Regions from separate parts of the Rattus norvegicus genome. Here region 1 is linked to region 2. A link is a contact called in public Hi-C data. All regions are on one chromosome and are shown on one strand. The core of a region is the stretch at or near the end of the contact, and the rest is flanking DNA. Distances in the headings are between cores, read along the strand shown. Region 1 overlaps Smyd4 (SET and MYND domain containing 4). Region 2 holds the start of Ovca2 (OVCA2 serine hydrolase domain containing).

The links. A called contact is a pair of places that touch in the nucleus more often than the background predicts.
Region 1: a Hi-C map of liver shows a contact between it and region 2, with 4 times the contacts expected there. The contact joins the enhancer-like site here to the promoter of Ovca2 in region 2. A contact is called at or near these places in 6 of 12 Hi-C or Micro-C datasets (Schwann cells, frontal cortex, kidney and 2 more).

The regions. Positions count from the first base shown.
Region 1 is chr10:60,741,407-60,744,557 of GRCr8, forward strand. It overlaps Smyd4 (SET and MYND domain containing 4), which reads left to right. Exons shown (of 11, transcript NM_001105810.1): 8 at 22-154; 9 at 941-1,057; 10 at 1,234-1,357; 11 at 2,561-3,151. The coding sequence ends at 2,714. Among named protein-coding and RNA genes, the nearest start is that of Serpinf1, 18 kb to the right of the region's middle. Within about 2 kb of position 1,370, at least 19 of the 93 cell types and tissues checked have an H3K27ac peak or open chromatin away from gene starts, as enhancers often do. A contact at or near this core is called in kidney and liver, where this site is marked.
Region 2 is chr10:60,526,078-60,529,204 of GRCr8, forward strand. Ovca2 (OVCA2 serine hydrolase domain containing) reads right to left here and starts at 1,470. Exons shown (of 2, transcript NM_001109036.1): 1 at 1,277-1,470; 2 at 1-1,048. The coding sequence starts at 1,460. The coding sequence ends at 549. It overlaps Dph1 (diphthamide biosynthesis 1), which reads right to left. Exons shown (of 13, transcript NM_001105809.2): 10 at 2,353-2,431; 11 at 1,864-2,004; 12 at 1,603-1,709; 13 at 340-1,048. The coding sequence ends at 1,620.

The sequences.
Region 1 (3,151 bases), core at 120-2,619, 220 kb after region 2:
AAATGGAACTGACTTCCACAGGGAAATGATGTGCTGAGCTGTAGCAACGAATCTTGCACAAACTCTGTCAGCAGGGACCGACTGGTCTCCCGCCTGCAGGACCTTCAGCAACAGGTTCACACAGCCCAGAAGCTTCTCAGGAGTGATAGACCAGGTGAGACTGGCTCCCTCGCCCTAAGCCTCAGCCCTTCCCTTGTTTATTCTGGTATCACCTTGCCTTACTGAGCAGTCCTCAATAAATGATTGAGGACTTGAATTTAATTATCCCAGCACCTGCCACAAGATGGCTGTGTAGGCCAGTGAGAACAGACTTTGACCAGCAGTTACTCTGGTGCTCCAGATAGTTCTGGCAGCTTAAGCACCAGAAAGGCTGTCTGATCTCCATGGGCTTTGTCCTATGTCATCATCGTAACCCCAGCTTAACAACCTAAGCTCCTGAAAGTTGCTCTGCCCTCAGCAGCAGTGAGTCCTGAGTCCTGCTCGCAGCTGGTGGTGTGGCTCAGGAGTAGAGCTTGGTAGCTAGCCTGATCTGAGAGAGGGAGGGAAGGACTCCTCTCTTTTCAGAAAGGGATTTGCAGAACTTGATTTTAGAGCCTGACATGGTAGGAATCTATTTTGACTATTTTAGCCTTGATTCTTAAGTAGACCTTTAGCCTAAAGTCAAGAAAACCAATGATTACAGGAGAAATGTACAGGTGTTTGTACTGGAAAATGGATATTAGGAGCCCAGGGTAAATTTGGGGAGGCCTCATCTAATACCTTTTTCTACTGAAACAGAAAACATAAGCAACCAACAGCTTCCCTGAAATGTGGGTTATTGACTCAGTGAGATAAAGGGGCATTTCCACTTTGACCAGCCTATAAAGACCTTGCGGCCTGTTCTCTCATGTCCAGGACTAGGTCTATATCTGTTGTGAGACATTTTCCTTTGAATACATAGAGCAAGCCATTCAGCAGTTGTTGGAGTGCCAGAGGGCTGCTGAGAACTTCTTGTCAGCAGAGCACACCGTGCTGGGAGAAATTGAAGACGGCCTGGCCCAGGCCTATGCTACCTTAGGTATGGCCACAGTTCTCCCTCCGTGCCGTGTGCTCAGTACGACCCTTGCCTCATCTGTTTGTTTCTCTCTTGCCGTCTAAATCTGCACTCTTCTCCTCCCATTCTGTTTTCCTCACCCTCAGAGCCTTGGACTAATGGTGTTTCTTTTCTGAAATGAGACATTTTTCTTCTCACAGGCGACTGGCGACAGTCTGCTGCCCATGTACAGAAGAGTCTCCAGGTGGTTGAGGCTCGCCATGGGCCATCCAGTGTTGAAATTGGCCATGAGCTCTTCAAACTGGCCCAAGTCTTGTTCAATGGGTAGGTCTTTCCTTCTCTTCGTGTCTGGCCAGGGTACACAGTGCTTTGTGTTTTACTAGGCGCTTCTGTGTGTGGCTTTTTGCTACAGTGCTTTAAAGCACTTTGAAACTTCTATTTCCTTCTTAGGACAGATCTTTGCCCTCTGTTTCACTGATGGACTTTAAGCTTTGAATTTCCTCCTGAGAGATGTGGAGAAAGCCGTTAGGTCTGCGTTGAGCCTCCCAGGGAGGACTTCCAGGCAACCTCTCCCGACTCTAGCATTCCTCCCTGCTTAATCACAAGGGAGCTTGGTTGGCTCAGCCCCAGCTCTCTTAACTCCAGGGCTCTGCCTTTCCCCTGGTTTGCCTCCTATTCCTTTTAAAGCAGTTGTTTTCAACCAGAAGGGTTTTGCTTTCAAATGGCATTTGGCAATGTCTGGAGACGGCTTTGACTGTGATGGCTCGAGGGGAGGGTACTGCCAGCATCTAGTGGGTAAAGGCTAGACCTACAGTGCACAGGACAGCCTCACAGTGGAGAGGTCCTAGTTAGTTATGTGAAGGCTGAAAATCCCTGCCAGAGACTGAAATAAGAAGCTGAGGGAACTACTCAGTTGGTGGCATGCATAAGGCCCTAGTTCTGTCCCTAGCTCTGCACAAAAAGTAGAATACAAGGAAGAGTAGTGCCGATGAGCTGGTTCCTCACCCAGTGTGCCACGGAGGTCACTCGATGTGAAGTATATCCCCAATCCAGTATTGTGTGACTACCATACCTCCAACCTTGATAAAATCTCATGGTAAGAGAAAGGGTTTGAAGCATATTACCTGATACCCAGACATTGAAACAGCATGTTTGGTCAGAGAGAAAGAAGGACCTGAGAGCCGAGGTCAAGGTTAGAGAGAGGGAGTCAGTCAGGTTAGACACGGGCACTCCAAAATGAACACCTCTATATAAAGCTTTTAAAAAAGGTTTTGAATTTGCCCATTTTTCTCAGGATCCTGGAGTCTATTACACACATACACAGTTTTCTCAAGTATGCTTTGCAGTATGTTCGTGAAAGTTTCTTATCTCTACTTTCAGATGGTGAGACCCTAGAGGGCCAAGGAACTCAGACCCTTCATGCCCTCCATAAGCCCCTGGAGGATGCAGTGAACCTCTGTACAGAAAGGAGTCAGCTTTTGTTTAGACTGAGGGAGTGAACTGACAGGCTTCCCTTTCTTGCTTCAGGTTGGCAGTGCCTGAAGCTCTGGATGCCATATGGAAGGCAGAAAAGATCCTGTTGGTGCACTGTGGCCCTGAGAGTGATGAGGTCCAGGAGCTCCGGGAGATGAGGTCCTGCTTACTGGACTCGTCCTTCACCCCTGTGCGGCCCTTAGTGTAGAGTGTGCATTCTCACCCTCCAGAAAGGAGCTCTATGGTGAGTTAGAGATTCTGTTGGCTTGGAGCTCTCAGCAGAAAGGACGGGACCTACCCAACTGACCCTAGCCTAGTGTCTAGCATAGGGAGCACTGGCAAACAGATTGAGACACTCACCTGGGTTGCTGGCTGCTGCTTGCAGGAGTTAACTGCCCTCTGACGGAAGCCCCATTCCCAGAAAAGACTAAATCCAGCATCTGTAGAGGCGGATGCTTTAAAGGGTTGTCGCCATGTGCAGGCAGCTGATGCTAGCCTGGGGTTTTCATCTCACTATGCTGGATCTGTGTCCCTAGAACATTCCTGTGGTGTCTAGTAGTAATGAAGTGCTGTGTTCCACTCCAGTGGGAACTTCAACTCTTAGTCTTGTGTTGTAACTGAAAAATAATATATAGCAAGAAATCA
Region 2 (3,127 bases), core at 220-2,719:
GAGGAAACCTAAAAGCGGATGGGCCCCAGCAGAGCCTTGCCAAGTGTTCTCTCCCCAAACTCCTCAAATGTAAAACTTTCTGACTCAGTCACCAAGGTATCTGGCTTCCACAGAATGATGGTGAAATGGCTCAGCAGGCTGGACTTGCCAAGCCCAATGATGAGAGTTCAGAAAGACGGCATTCAGTTGAATCGCCTCCCTGCAGTTACCCTCTGACCTCCACAATAAGCCAAATTCAGATACAAAACGACTTCTACCAAAAAATGTGTTCTGGGGGGCTCACAGCTGCATGTAGTTGCTAGTTCAGTGTTGCCCTGGGGTCTGTGCAGGAGAAAGACATTCAAAATCTAAACCTTTATTGTTTGGCAATCACAGGGTGACAGCCCCTACTTGCCCACCACTGTCTTCTCACAGGCTCTGTGGTCTTGTGTGTGTCCTGAGAACTGACAGTTGTCTTTTAACTAGCCATGGTGAGGAGTGCCCCAGCAGGGCATTAGACAACCAGCTGCTAGAGAAGTGGGAACAGTGCAGAGACATTTGTCAATCCTTCATTCTGCAAACTGATCCAAGAACTTAAGGTAGGCCTGACGATGGGATGCCGCTGCAGGAATGAAATGACCACCGGAGTGGGTGAGAGTGACGGCTCCAAGGAATCGGCTAGCCAATTGCATACTCTCCTGAGAAGGGATGACTCGATCAGTATCCCCAAAAACATGAAGTGAAGGCAATGATATGGGGCTCTGCAGGATGGGTTCCTTATGGTCAAGGCCTCGGGGACAGAACCCCGACACAAGTATGATAAATCTTGGCAAGGGGAAGCGAGGATCACCTGCCTGACCCAGGGCACACACAAAAGCTGCTAATGCAGCCCCCTGGCTGAAGCCAAGAAGTCCATCAAAAGGCCCCAGCTTGTCAAGGGCCTGTGCCACCGTTTCCAGGGCCGCCTCCAGACCCCTGCACACTGTGGGCTCTTCCAGAGCAGAGAAAACGTCTGCTTCCTCTTCAGAAAACCACCAGCCTCGAGGTTGCTCCTCTGGAGAACAGGGCCCTAGAAACAGATGGGAGAAGAGCACAGAATCAGGGCTAGAGAGTAAGGTGAGAGGAAGAAGGCAGAGCTTGGGAAAGACACAGCCAGAGGCCTTGGGGGTGGGGAGGGAGGGACCTGGTATGGACTGAACACAGATAATGGAGGAAGCCTGGGAGCTCAGACTAGAGCCCTGTTTAAACTAAGTAGTCTAAGGGGTTTGGGTGTGCTAAGGGGACTAGCTTATCTCACCCGAGTCTGTCCCTGCGCCCTCGGAAGCCGCTGCCTCGGTTACCGGGTGTGGCCCGCTGAGGCACACGAGCTCTGCGTGACCCCGCAGCGCTTTTCTTAGCGCCCCAGTCTTCTCACGGAAGCCCCGTTCGCTCTGCCGGAAGCCGGCGAGGCACAGTACTCTCAGGGTCTGCCGTGCCGCCATGCTGCAGAACCGGAAGCATGTCTTCCCAAGCGGAAGTAGAACCTGCAAGGGGGTTGGCCCGTTGCCGGCAACACCCCTAAGGCGGGACTCAGAGAAGGCGGGGCACTCCGAAAACAAAACCGTGGGGCGTGGCTGCAAATACCTGCTGCTCCAGACCTCTCAGGGAGCTGGCGGTGTAGCTTTCTGGTCTGCGCAGCTGCAGCCCTCACAGGCCGGGACTGGAGAGTGGCCTCTGGACCCCTGCTGCACCTGAGGTAGCCAACCAATCCAAGTCTCTCCACTGAGAACTCCACCCGGCTCCCTTGCATTTCCCCCGGTGTCCTCAGGGCGGCGGCCGTGGATCACATCACCCCAAGGCTGCGCCTGTGGGCTGCCTCTGAGCCCTCCTTAAAGCCCGCGCTACCTTGTCGGATGCAGGCTGGCAGAGACCCCTGGGTGCTCGGTCCCGACCATGGTTCACTGTCCATGGCCCTAAGGAGCTGCCAGCGTAGAAGTCCATAGGGTAGGGTTGCTGCCAAGAAATCTCTTTCAGGGCCACAGCTGCCTAGGGAAGAAAAGACAATGATGCTAATACTTTTTTTTTTTTTTGTCCCTGCATTAGCAAATTTGACCAGGGCCTATGAAGGGTGTGTGAGGTGGAGAGACTCGCAGCTACATACACATCGAGTCAAATGTGATGGCTCATGGCTCCCAGCACTTGGGAAAGAGACCTGGGCTCTACAGAAGACCACGTCTTAAATACAAACAAAAACTACACAGCAAGATGGTGGCCCAATCTCAGAACCCACGACCCTAAATGCTGCTCAGCCACGCCGCCAGTCATCTCAAAACCCTCCCTCGACAGGAAGTACAAAGCCCACTACCCTGCAAACTTTCAAAATGTGGTTGTTACCTCGTAGGGTGTCAGCAGTGGCTTGGGAAAGGCTGAGCCCCAGTCAATGGAGAGGCGTGGACATGCCACCTGCACCCACCTAAGGAGGTAAGATGTGACATGGGTCAGTCAGTAGTGGCATACTCCTCTAATCACAGCATTCAGGAGGCAGAGGCAGGCTGATTTTTGAGTTTGAGGCCAGCCTGGTCTACAGAGTGAGATCCAGGACAGCCAGAGCTACACAGAGAAACCCTGTCTCTAAAAAGCCAAAAAACAGAGTTGCCATGGTCATGGTATCTCTTCACAGCAGTAAGATATGACATGAAAGATACCTCTCTCTCGGGTACATCAAAGAACACAACAGTGTCTCAATACACTCATTTGTCAGGATGTATTGATCCAACTATAGTGTTGGTAAGGTAACTGTATAGGATTGCCTTGTAAACCAAGGACTTGACCATAACTCCCATTAAAAAGAAAAAGTGGGGCTCGAGGGATAGCTTAGCAGTTAAGGAAGCTGGCTGCTCTTACAGAGGATTCAAGCTCAATTCCCAACACCCACAAAGTGGCTCACAACCATCTAAAGTAAAAAGCAAAAGTATGTATGAGTATGAGAGAAAATGAGTGTGTGTGTGTGTGTGTGTGTGTGTGTGTGTGTGTGGATGATGATGGTGATGATGATGGTGGTGGTGGTGGTGATGATGATGATGATGATTGATGGTGGTGATGATGATGGTGGTGGTGATGAGGATGAAGTACACTTGTACTCCAGCACTGAGGAGATCCAGCACAGGTA